Linked DNA regions of Gossypium hirsutum: region 1 is linked to region 2. A link is a contact called in public Hi-C data. All regions are on one chromosome and are shown on one strand. Each heading gives the region's core, a stretch centred on a gene start, on an enhancer-like site or on the middle of the called end of the contact. The rest is flanking DNA. Distances are from core to core; before and after follow the strand shown.

Region 1 (6,953 bases), core at 3,612-6,111, 140 kb before region 2:
ACATGCATATATACATATAATAGACATAAAATATTATATTCAATTATTTCTGCAACTCGGTTTAGCGGTCCCGAAACCACTTCCCGACTAGGGTCAAATTAGGGGTGTCACATTTTCCTTGAAAATTCTAAACAGATTCTCTATGCAAAATTGCAAGGCAGCAAGCACACCATTTAACACCCCTATAACCCGTATCCGTCGCCGGAGTGGGTTATGAAGAGTTACCAATCCAAAACACTACCTTTGTACCTTCACATTTACATAAGTTCATTAGCAATTATATGCATAGCCAAACACAATCAAAGATCGAAATTCAGACTTATACCGACATTCAAAAGTTTCCATATTCACATGGCTTATATACAACAACATCTCAAAATATCATTCACTTAAGTCTATTCTATACATGCCATACTACCTCCAAAACATAGTAGTACCAAAATGATAGATAGTGTGACGAGTTGCTGATGATCCCCCCGAACAGGTGACTAGAGTCAACAATCTATAAAACAGAGAAACGTAACAAACGGAGTAAGCTTTCATAAGCTTAGTAAGTTTTAAGCAATGCAAACAACTAAACTCAATTATACTTTGATCATTCAATTTCTCAAGAGGCCATTTTCTAGGTATATTGCCATATGGCCGAATATACACAAGCATATAATGCACATTTAGCATTCTTATTTCACTTAATCTGAATTCATATAACATAAATAAATCAAATACTTTCACTTACTTTCACACCTTGACCGAATGTATCATGATCATAGATATAGTTATAACGTTTATTCACATATGTATCACATTATACACTTATGATTCAATTCAAATCAAACTCACATATAAGTACATAATACGTACCAGGCCAACTTAATGTATTGAATGTATTCATTTGTCATTCTAACACGAGGTATCTTAGTCTTAGACTTTTATCGAATCACCGACATTTAGCCTGCTAGGTTTTAAACCCGAATTCATCCACTGGCATTTCGCCTGCTAGGCTCGAAGGCCCGAATAGTATCTCACCGGCATTATAGCCTGCTAGGCTCAAAGGCCCGAATAGTATCTCACCAGCATTATAGCCTGCTAGGCTCAAAGGCCCGAATAGTATCTCACCGGCATCATAGCCTGCTAGGCTCAAAGGCCCAAATAGTACCATACGATATTCATATCAACAAGGTTCATATAACACAATCACACCAAATTAGGTACTAGCATCATTCGAATATATCATCCTACATTTTATTCGCTTTTATTTCATTTCATCATTCACACTTATCATTTGATAGTTTACACATAACATCTCACTCATATTCATCTTACACTTATCATTTGATCATAAAAGCATATCACATTGTAGTTCCATATTATATTTTCCATTCAGCCATATACATACATTACAAGTAATACTTGATTCTCATAATATGTCATGTCATTATCGAATATTATTTATGTTTAACTACTTAAAACTTACCTCGAATATTTTCAAGCAGTCTCGGATCGGCTATTCAACTACTTTCTCTTTTCTCCTGTCCAACCTTGGTTCTCTATGCTCTTGAGCTAAAATCAACAAATTTAACTTCTCAATCAAACACATACGTATGGCAACCATATACATTTCAAAAGCTAATTCATTCGCATCATTTGTCCACCTAAGTCTATCACCATTTCATTTTTAAATTCATGTATTTTGTAATTCACATTCAAACACTCAATTATACCTTAACTTATCCATTTCTTTCATTTAAACAACCTACATAACTCATTCATTCATGAACACATTCGGCGCTATGCATCTTTACAAATATTTCATTTAAACAATTTTGGCCACCTTAAAATCAATTCATGCACTCACAATTTAAATAGATTCACTACTCCACAATCGGTCAATTAATTATACAATTAGCTATAGCCGAATACCAATCAAGTAGATATTTGTGCACATTTCTTTAACACATATTTATCAACTAGTCTATGTATTAGCTTTTAGCATATTCGGCCATGAGAGCAACCTATTTAATTTTCATGCATTCTTTTCTAAGGTTACCAAGACCATCCTATGATTAAATATATACATCATCTTTCATAATACACGAAATTCCTATTAAAACTCTCATACATATACATTTCATGCGAGCACATAACACCATGACCGAATGCTCTCATCTTTTATTTATTCAATTAAACCATTCCTTGACCAAATATTACATTCGACCATGGAATAAGCTAATTTAACAAATAAACACATACTTCCAACAATTAACAAGAATTTTTACAACTTAACACCAATACCCGAATAACATTTTAAACACTTATTCAATTCATTAACTATTTGATTATTCGGCAATTATATCTCCCATTCAAGCCTTATTTTAAACTACCATGTACAATTCTTGCATTATACTATAATAGCCGATTACCTTCTATCTATCTAACCACAACTATCCTTATCCATCAAGCTCAACTCATCTATCATCACATTTAATACCAAAAACATCAAACACCTTCAAAGACACTCAAACAACCCATAGCCGAATGCATCACTTCAAACCAATAACAAAAATTGAGTCAAGGGCTATGAAAGGAGCTTAGCAATTAACTCAATTTCACATAAATTATCAAGAAATAAAATCAAACATACCTCCAATTAGATTCACCAATGCCGAATATCAAAGAGCCTTTTGTTTTACCTTGTTCTTTAGATTTCGGCAAATGAAAGAAAGAATGGATGAAAACTTTGTTTTCATTACCTATTTACTTTTATTAATTATATATTTCCTCTTATAAAATCATTAAATATTATAATACTAATATGGAATGCATATAATATCCATTAAGTTATTATTTTACTAATACAAAATACATATATTACTTATCATCTATCATCATTGCTGTCCACTAATTTAATAGTGGTCCATTTGACATGCAAGTCTTTCTTGTAATATACCATGCATTATTCGGCCCTCTAAATTCTACCTATCACATTTTTAATTTTTATCACACAAGTCCTTTTTAACAATTCCACATCCAAATAACAAAATCAAAGCATGAAATTCTCACACATGCAATTTCACTTATAATAGACATATAATATAACATTTAATTATTTTTGTGACTCGATTTTGTGGTCCCGAAACCACTTTCTGAGTAGGGTCAAATTAGGGCTGTCACACACCAGTTGCTATCGGAGAAAAACTATCAAGCCAAGGTGATTTCGAAAAGGTGAATGAATCAACCTATAGAAGCTTGATGGGATGTTTGCTCTATTTGACAGCCACAGGACCAGACATCATGTTTGCTGTAGGTCTCCTATCTAGGTTCATGCATTGTTGCAATGCAAGTCATTTTCAAGTTGCTAAAAGAATTCTCAGGTATATCAGAGGTACACTGAGTTTTGGAATCATGTTCACCAAGGTTTATAGCATGAAGCTTCTTGGTTATGCTGATAGTGATTGGGCTGGATCGATAGATGATATGAAAAGTACTTCAGGGTATCTGTTTACCTTGGTTCAACTATTTTTTGTTGGATTTCAAAGAAGCAAAGTGTTGTTGCTCAATTGACAGCTGAGGTAGAGTATGTGGCAGCTGCATGAGCTGTTAACCAAGCTATTTGGATAAGAAAAATCATGGCAGATTTGAATCTACACCAAAGGGAAGTAATAGAGATCAAATGTGATAACCAATCTGCTGTTGCAATTGTAAAGAATCCAGTGTTCCATGGGAGAACAAAGCATTTCAAGATAAAGTTTCATTTTATTAGAGAAATGGAACAATCTCAAGAAGTTAAACTGATTCATTGCAATTCTGAAGATCAATTAGCTGACATCTTGACAAAGCCTCTTTCTGTGTCAAGGTTCAAAGATCTGAGGGCAAAGTTGGGAGTTTGTAGCATGCAAGCCAATGAGGAGTGTTGAAGTTGGCTTCCATGTAGGACAGGGAGTAGCACAAGGAGCAGACCATATAGCCCGAGCCATGCATGTTGCAGCTAGAGCCTATACTGCTTATTTTGTTCTTCAAGGAAATATTTGGTTACTTAGTTAGATTTGAACTAAATTGGTAACATATTTGATGTAATTAGGTGCTGATGGATTGATAAATCAGCTTTACTATGTCTGCAAGTTATGTTTATTAATTTACTAGGTTACTTAGTGTGTTAGGTAAATGTTTACGTGACATTTTCTTATTTTGACTAGCTTATTGACTGGTATATGTAACGGCTTTATGCCACAATTCATTTGTAATGAAATCTTTCAGAAATTCTTCTTCATTCTCAAGTTTTTTTTTTACTTAAGTTCTTAAGCTGATTTTGAATGTTTTCCTCAGCAAGACATCGAACCTTCTAGCTCAAGTTTCTGTCAAATTTCTTAGTTCCAACACACGCCCTCCTGTTTCATAAATTTAGACCTTTATGAAGGCAATGAGCTTTTAAACTCTTTGAGACTTCGCATTGAATTAGTCCATTTATGGAGCGTTATATCCTTAAATTTAATGGTCAAGCTTAAATGCACATGACCAAGCATTTATGGACATGGGCATCCATCATCACGTGATGAAGGATTGGTTTTGCTGACGCTTGAGTGAAGATATGAGGGTAAAACAAATCCCTGTACATTTACTAAATTATCATGCTGTGACGTAATGTATAAATTCAGTGTTATTAAGTTGAACAAAGATCATACCGAACAACGATCTCATTCATAATGGTATCGTAATGTATATTACTATATACTAGGTATTTAGCCGACGCGTTGGACAGCACGACACCAAGACAAAAGAAATGGGGGCAACCCTAAGCATCCTATGTTTAATGTTTAAAAACATTGATTGCCAGTTCACACCGAAACCTCTTTCTTCTGCCTTTAGAGGGATCCATGCAAATTGCAATAGTTGGTGTATACACGTGCAAAAGCAGGGACCACACTTGCAGATACAACGCAGAGACGAAAGTGGTAGAACTTAGCAGAAGAAAACAAGAAAGCTCAGTGATAGCTTTGATTTTGGGCAGAGATAATATCCCAGAATTGCTGCTGATTTTGCTGATGATGATCAGCCAATAGCCTTATCTCTCTCTATATAAATATATAATATACACAAACACATAAATGCATGATGATATCAATATTCTCGAAATATACTGCAAAAGTATTTCTACCTGCCACTGTTTTACTACTACAATAATTGATGGTGTTTGAACAGTTGGAGCCCGAGTGATACATTGTCCTTTTGGCTTTTACCTGGAAAACATAACAACTATGTCCTTTTCCCTTCTGAAAGTCATAAATATAGAGGCATTTGCAGTTTTGAAATATATGTATTTATACACTAGTTTATTTATTAAACATTTTTTTTAAAAGAAAGGTTTAATGCACATTTTAGGGATATCGCTCTTCCCATTTTATCCTTAAAGTTTTTTAGCCAAATTACTTAGGGTGAGTTTGGATAGATAATTGAGTGTGATGCGGTATATTTAGTTTGTTTTTTGTCTCACACTACAGTATCTATTCTCATCGGTACCGTTATTTTTACACTAACCACAGATAAATACACTACATATCCAAACCCATCTTTAATGTTATCAATATTATCTTGAGACATTTAATCCATCATATGCTACCATGTGCCATATGATGGTGTTATCACAATATCATTTGAAAATCCTTAAAAAATCTTAAAAAATAAAAGTTTATAAAAAATTAAATAATATTATTTAAAAATTAAATAATATTAAAAATATAAAAAATAATAAAAAGATATTGGAAACTTTAAAAATATTAATATTTTAATATTTTAAAATTTTATAAATAACATTTATTAGAGTTTGAACATGATGTAATCGTCTCTTGGAAGGATACCACTTACGATAATTGTTTTATAATTCAGTCGGAATTTATAATTGATAGAATTTTTTCTCAAATTATTTAAATAATAAAAAATTAATTGATCACCTAAAAAGATTAATTATCGTAGCTAATATATTTCGAAGAGACAATGTTTCATGTTCAAGCTCTATTAAATGTGATTTATAAAATTTTTAAAAATATTAAAATTTTTAAAAATATTAAAATTTTTAATATCTTTTAAAAGAATTAAGTATTTTTTTATTTTTTTAATTTTATATTTTTGATAAAATAATTTCTCTAGTCCCTCTTGATTTCCAAATTTAGCAAATTAGTCCCTCTAAAAAAATGAAGCAATTTAATCCCTGTCAATTTTGAAAGTGAGCAGCTAAGCATAATTAATTATGACGTTAATGTCTTCCATTAATTGTGCATGTATTTTATTGATATAATAATAAATTTAGCCTTCAATGTTTATATATTTTGTCATTTTGGCCTTAATTCTACAAAATCCAACAAATTCAATGTCAACCTCAACATTTATACATTTACACAAAAGTTGTGGGATAAATTTGTTAAATTAAGACCAAATTGACATAATGTGTAAATTTTGAAGGTTAAATTTATTAGTATACCAATCAAAATAATGTACAATTGATGTAAAACATTAATGTCGTGATTAATTATTTGTAATTGCTCAATTTTGAAATTGTAAGGGACTAAATTGCTAAGTTTTTTTGAGAGGGACCAATTTGTTCGATTTTGAAATTGAGAGGGACTAAAAAGGTTTTTTAACCTTTTTTTTCTAGTTTTTAATAATTTTAATAAATTTCTTTTGTAAATTTATTTCTCTTTGAAAGATTTTTAAAGGTTTTTTGAACGATGATGTCACATTGATATCATTGTATGACACATGGTAGCATATGATTGGTTGAATATCCTAGTTGGTTTTTTTGAAAGTCTAAAGGATAAAATCAAGAATATCTAATAGAGTTAGGGACTAAATTGGTAACATCTGGCAAGGTTAGGGATTGAAGTGGGCCATTAAAAAACTTTAAGAACCAAAGTGGGAAAAGTGATATACTTCAAGGACTAAAGTGTACATTAAAACTTTTA
Region 2 (6,673 bases), core at 2,248-4,747:
GTGAGAAGGTAAAGTAAAGTGCAAAAAATGGAGAACGTCTCTAATCTCTCTTCTCAGCGACGGAGACCTTTTTCTCTTTATGTCTATATTTAGGGTTTGGCCGCTTTGTTTTCCCAAATAATTTCAGCTTTTGTTTTCGAAGTTTTTTTGACCAAAACTTTGTCCAAATCTCCAGTACATTCCTGTTACTCTGTGATCACATTAAATGTAACGTCTGTCATTAGGTTTCCACTTTCCAGTCACTGAAAACTGAGGGAGGAAAAAAAGAAAGGACAAAATAAGAAAATAGTGGACCATCCATTATCCATGTATGTATACATATATGGCAACATAAACCTAGTTTAGCATATAAAATTAATCAGTCTTTTCACCTTTTTTCTGGGTAAATGTTATGAACATTCCTTACATGGTAATATGCTCATGCTTTTGACTGGTTTAATTGAAGTAATGATAATTGAGTAGGGCAATGTATAAACTGTAGACCGTCTTTTCAAACTTCACTGAAGATTCTGCATTATATTAACCTTTTGATTTGAGAGTTAATTATTAAACCCTTTTTAAAAAGTTTCAAGCAGATATACTATAATATTAGAAATTTATGATGCATCATTTTACTGACACGGTGACATGTATGTAGGATTTTTTATTTATATACGTAATCTTATAAGTTTTAAAAAATTATGTAAATATTTAACTTAAAAGATTAATTATGAGAATAATCTGATTTTTTCAGTAGAGTTAAGTATCGTTATTTTTTTAGGTGATATCATCCTAAAAATTTAAAACAAAAATTTTTTTTTATTGCCTAACAAATTGATGACACTAAACTAAAATATGTAGAGATAAAACGTTTTAAAACTTGATGAAGTAATTAACCTTTTAGATTTACTAAAAAAATTGTTGCATGATAGTATAGCGGCACTTAATTAAATTTTTGGTCTATTTGCATATTTGGATTGTCTAATTTTAAAATTAAATTTAAATAGCTCTTAAAATATATAAAAGTTACAAAAAAAAAACCCTTTCCATTTTTTTATTTTTTAAAAACAATAAATTTGGATAACTATATAAAATTTTTATTTAAATTATCCAATATGTCCCTCAAAAAATTTCCTCAAGTTTTTCTAAAGTTAAACATTTTCAATTTTTAATTCCTCCTCTAGCATAATTGAATTTAGATAAGCTTGAGGAAATTTTTTGAGGGACGTATTGTGTAATTTAAATAAGCATTTTATATAATTTTTTAAGTTTATTGATTTAAAAAAATAATAAAAATAAGAAATGTATATTTTTGTTATTCTAATATCTTTTAAGGGCTATTTAAATTTAATTTAAAAATTGGACAAACATAACATGTAAACAGACTAAAAATTTAATTAAATGTCTTCATACTCTCACGGACTCTTTTTTTAGTGAATCTAAAAAGAATAATTACTTCATCATGTTATTAAATGTTTTGCCTCTATACGTGATCAATTTGTTAGGCGACACTCAAAAAATTATTTTTTTGAGGAGATTTTTAGGGCAGTGTGTATAAAAAAATGACACACCCAATTCTACTGTAAAAATCAATTTATTCTCATAATTAATATTAAAGTTAGAATATTTTTATAATTTTTTAAACTAAGTTCATATTCCTAAAAGCACATGTACCTTCATTTATCAGGAATGCAAGTATTGTTCTATACGTGGGTTTTAGTGATCTTAGAGAAAGTTAGAAACTTGAATCTCATCAGTTTCCATCTTAAAATTTCTTCCCCATTTTCTTTCATCATTCACTTGTGCTTTTTACTGTTCAGCCTTGTAGAAATATCAAAACAAGAATAGGGAAATTTGTTTTTCTAGATACAGGTTCCATAATATTACATGGACAAATAAATTTACTCAACATCATGTATATATGCAAAACCTTTTCAGCCATAACTAGTTGACGGAGCATGTATATTTTTGGGTAATAAAAAGACTGACGGCCATGAATCTTGATATTATGATATGCATAAACAAGTGTTAAGTGTTTGTTCCTAATAAAGAAGGGTAGATGAAAGGGAGAAGAAGAAGAAGAAGAACAGGTGGGGGAGTTGGAGATTAATAAGTCATTAAGATGGGCAATGCTTTGTTTGTACTGTTATAATTAGTTGGGAAAGGAAGAGACATGTATCTGGTAAAAAATTCTTGGTTGGGGGGTATGGTTGTTGGGTCAACTTCAGGTGGTTAACTGAAACCCAGATTTAACCCATTCCTCAAGTTAAATTTACTTTCTTTCCTTCTTCTTCTATTCATTGATGTTTGATAGGGGTAGGTTTTTTTGTAGCTTTAACTTTGGCAGGGGCCGCTTTGTCTCACGCTCTCTCAAAGAAAGGGTGTCTACACCTTACTTACACACACATCACATTATCAGGTCTATCTTGTTGATAAAGAGAGGGACAGACTAAGAATCCTAATGCCTACAAGACAGTGAAAGAGATTAAAAGAAAAAAAGAAAATAAAAAACTTTACTCAACACACGTGTGAGTGATGTTGGATTTATGAAAAAAAAGAAGTCACAAATAGAGTGCAAATTTTAATGGTGCGAATCATTAAACAAATGAAAATAAATTTAAATTATTAAATATGTTAATTCAATACTTGTTATTCACTCAATCAGTAATTCATTAATTTTTTACATTAAAAAAATGAGTTTTTGACCTTATATCTATTAAGTGTAACTATGATAGGAACTTGAATCAAGTTAGGATCTAAATTATCCAATAATTTATTTTTTCCTTTTCACTTTTTTTTTTAGTTTATGATGTGAAAAATTATATAATTTAAGTATGTTATAATAAAATACAAACTTAAAAAAGACTAACTTTGTTGGCTGTCAAAAAATTCAGCCCCTTAAAAAACTACTAACATGGGGCAAAGGCTTATAGATTTTCAAAAATAATTTCAAATGTTAAAAGGTTTTAAAATAAAAACAATATTTATATACAACTTTAAATTTTTATTTAATTTTCAAATAAGAGAAAAAAAAATGATCCCTTACCTAAAACTATTTAACCTATAATTGTATCAAGTTAAAAAATGAATGCTTCATGTTTACTTTTAAGATGAGAGCATGGATTCGCACCACGGCACCAAAACTAGTTAAACTAGGGGGGGAAGGGTCAGTCAGGGTGGTTAACTACTTCAAGCACTCCTTTTTTTAGTCCCTTTCTTAACCCCAGCCGTGTAGGTTTCCCTTACACACATGCCTTAATTGCTGTTTTTCCTGTTTCCATGTTTTAATCTTTTTGGCTTGACTTCACTTTTCCCAGTTCTCTCACTATTTGTCAAACTTGCTTCTCGTTTTCAGTCTATGCAATGCAAGCCATCCCTTCCCCTTTTTAGTATTCCCTTTTGTTTAATATTTATGTGCGCATGAAGATGACTTTGTAACAGTTGTATAACAGCATTTGTCAGATGAGGAAAATGAAGGCATGGGTAACAAGAGTGTGTTTTATATGCACCAGACAACATGAATAGGCTCAGCTGTCACTCTTCAGCTACTCCTTCTTCCTCTTCTTCATCCATGGGGATGGTTTATCCAGACATGGGTTGTCTTTCTCTTGCACCAAACTATGGTATTGTTGTTTCTTCCTCACGGGAAAATGAAAGAGCTTCTTCGGGTTTTCGTTTCATGGAAAACAGCAAAACAAGGAGCTTTGAGGAAAACCACTGCTCTGATGCTGTGGAGGGTAAGGGCTCTGATTACAGTGATGGGTTTGGAGATAATAATATGCCAATTAATCTCAATCCCAACTTAAATGAAGAGAACCCCAATGAGAATGCGGTAAGTGGCAAGGAAACAGACAGTGGACAGTCAAAGCTTTGTGCCAGAGGCCACTGGAGGCCTGCAGAAGATACTAAGCTGAAGGAACTTGTTGCTCTTTACGGCCCTCAGAACTGGAACCTTATTGCAGAGAAGTTGGAAGGAAGATCAGGTAAAATAGTGGCCAAAAACAGTGGAAAAAGAAAAAGTGTGTTATCTATCTTTGTTTCATTAAAACATTCTCTCTTTTAGTGACATTCTTAGTGTTAGAATCAATGTGCTTATAAGCCAAGGTTCATTTGTTCTGATTCTTGTCTCTCGGGTTTGAAGGTAAGAGCTGCAGGCTGAGATGGTTTAATCAGTTGGACCCTAGGATCAATAGAAGAGCTTTTACCGAAGAAGAAGAAGAGAGACTAATGCAAGCTCATAGACTTTACGGTAACAAGTGGGCAATGATAGCGAGGCTGTTCCCTGGAAGAACTGATAATGCAGTGAAGAACCATTGGCATGTGATCATGGCTAGGAAGTATAGAGAACAATCGAGTGCCTACAGGAGGCGGAAGCTGAGTCAATCTGTTTATAGAAAGATGGAAGAAACTCCGAACATTGTCTGCAGAGATGCAGGAACAAAGGCAGAACCAGCCCCCTACTGTCTCAATATTTCGGATAGACGACTAGGCATTATCTCCCACTATCAGTTTGGGATCTTCAACGGTGGTGATGCAGGTGGGGTTAATGGTGGGTCAAATGTTTCACCCCACATGACCAGTGAGAGAGAAGCAATCCTAAGCAGCGAGGCCCCTTATCGTAATGGGTTTTGTGCACAAGCACAACCGCCACCTTTTGATTTCTTCCCTGGTGTGTGATTCTCCTCTTAAGCTTCTTTTATGATACGTTTTGGTGTGTTTTGGTTTCTGTGCTGTTTGTCATTGTTTTCATTTTTGGAAACCTACCTCGAATTTCTTACCACAATTCTTCTGTGATTCACTTTTCTTTCAACAGCTGAACCAAATGTGTCATGATTTTTGTGTTCATTTGTTCTTTTGCTTTATAGACATTGACTGATGTAACTGTTTTCATCTACCTTTTTGCTGCTTTAAATCCAATACAATCTATTCATTACGTTTGGTCTTTGTTAATATGCTGGTTTCTCAACATCTGTAGATCTTAGCAATGACATGATGGGCATGTTCAGCCAGACCAGATTTTGGGATAGGCCCATCGATGAAACCCAAGTCCGTGGCTACTATCCCCAGCGTCAACATCAGCAGCTGCACCCTTCACACATGATGACAATGCAACAGTCAGAGTTCCTCAGCTCCCAAAGTAACACAGATTCCACAGCATCAATAACACCTCAAGTTTCAGCCATTGAACCTTCATCATCCGTGGCAGGAAGCAGTAACTACAGCCACTATGAGACTATTCTACCGCCATTCATTGACTTTCTTGGAGTAGGAGCCACATGAAGTCACCAATAGACAGGTTTTCCACCTTAATGTGGAAGAGCTCCAAAGATAACTGAGAGGACAACGAGGTAAAGAGAGAAGATCTGTTTTCTTCAGATGGGTGACAGTGGATATAATCTCTGTAACAGTGTCATATCCCCCTCCCCCCCAACCATTTTTTTCCGTTGTTAGGTCCTCCCTTCTCATCTCCTGGATCCTGAGACCTTTTCCAAAAATTTAGAAAACAAAGTTTTAAAAAACATATATTGTAGTTAATGTCTCAAATAAGCATGCCGCCTTTTCTATTATTTTCCTTTTATTTATTCTCTTTATGAAGACTAATATTTCCAATGGTTATAGAACCAGATGAGCCACCGGTGAATATCTATATTAACAGAACTTAAAAAGACAACTGAATGGAAAGCATCCAAATATAAATTGATGTTTCCATTTACAAAGATTGTATAGTTGTTGGATAAGGTTGTTTGAGGATAGAATCATGAAAAATATAAGAAACATATATATATATTTTTTGTTAAATAAAGAATCATACAAGGGGCATGATCCATGAATATATATGATATAGTACTCGAGATAAAACGTATGATAATGACGAGGCAAAGTGAGACAAAGCATGAAACTGAATGAAAATAAAAACATCCTCTTTCTTCTCATGCAACTGCAAAAATTCAGGCACAAATTACGCAAACAGAATTTCTCCATTGCATTCATGTAGGTAACAGTTGAATATCCTTCCATTAACGTTTTTTTTGTGCCTTTATCGGCGTTTTCACAAGCGCCACAAAAAACGCCGCTATAGTAAATGCTGCAAAATTTCGCGGATTTTATTTTAAAAAATGCTGCTAAAGACCATGACTTTTAGCGCACTTTTTTGCAAATGCCGCTAAAGACTATGACTTCTAGCGGCGCTTTTCCCAAAAACGACGCTAAATACCATGACTTTTAGCGGCACTTTTCTCACAAACGCTGCTAGAGAACATGACCTTTAAAAAAATATTTTATTTTAATTAAATAATATTTATTTCTATGATAAATATTATATTATGTTTAATTTTTAAATTTGAACTTTAAACTATATACTTTTAAGGATAAATAAAAAATATTAATTAAATTAAATTTTCTATTAAAATTTAAACTTCAAAACTAAATATAAAAATTAATGAATTTAAATTTAATACATAAACATTGATTCAAAATGTAATTTAATACATAAAAAAAAAAACACAAACACACTTACAAAGTATTACAATTTCTAAAACAAAATTCATCCTAGTAAGAAAAGAATGCCAAATCATCATCACCTCTCATTAATCAAAGGAAAAAGATCTGAAAAGAAGAAGAAACAATATGCAACAGAGGGCTGGTTCAAGCTTAGATGAAGCCAAAGTATTGCACTGCCTGCATATAACTTAGA

The links. Hi-C and Micro-C count contacts between places; a contact is called where the count stands out from the background.
Region 1: a contact with region 2 is called in a Hi-C map of leaf, with 1.7 times the contacts expected there. The contact joins the enhancer-like site here to the promoter of LOC107887423 in region 2. A contact is called at or near these places in 3 of 34 Hi-C or Micro-C datasets (callus and leaf).

Annotation. Positions count from the first base shown.
Region 1 is chrA03:66,625,014-66,631,966 of Gossypium_hirsutum_v2.1, reverse strand. No RefSeq gene overlaps it. Among protein-coding and RNA genes, the nearest start is that of LOC121219286, 25 kb to the right of the region's middle. Within about 2 kb of position 4,861, at least 4 of the 9 cell types and tissues checked have an H3K27ac peak or open chromatin away from gene starts, as enhancers often do. A contact at or near this core is called in leaf, where this site is marked.
Region 2 is chrA03:66,486,473-66,493,145 of Gossypium_hirsutum_v2.1, reverse strand. LOC107887423 reads left to right here and starts at 3,497. Exons shown (of 3, transcript NM_001326742.1): 1 at 3,497-3,962; 2 at 4,121-4,648; 3 at 4,955-5,259. The coding sequence starts at 3,497. The coding sequence ends at 5,259. It also overlaps the pseudogene LOC107887930.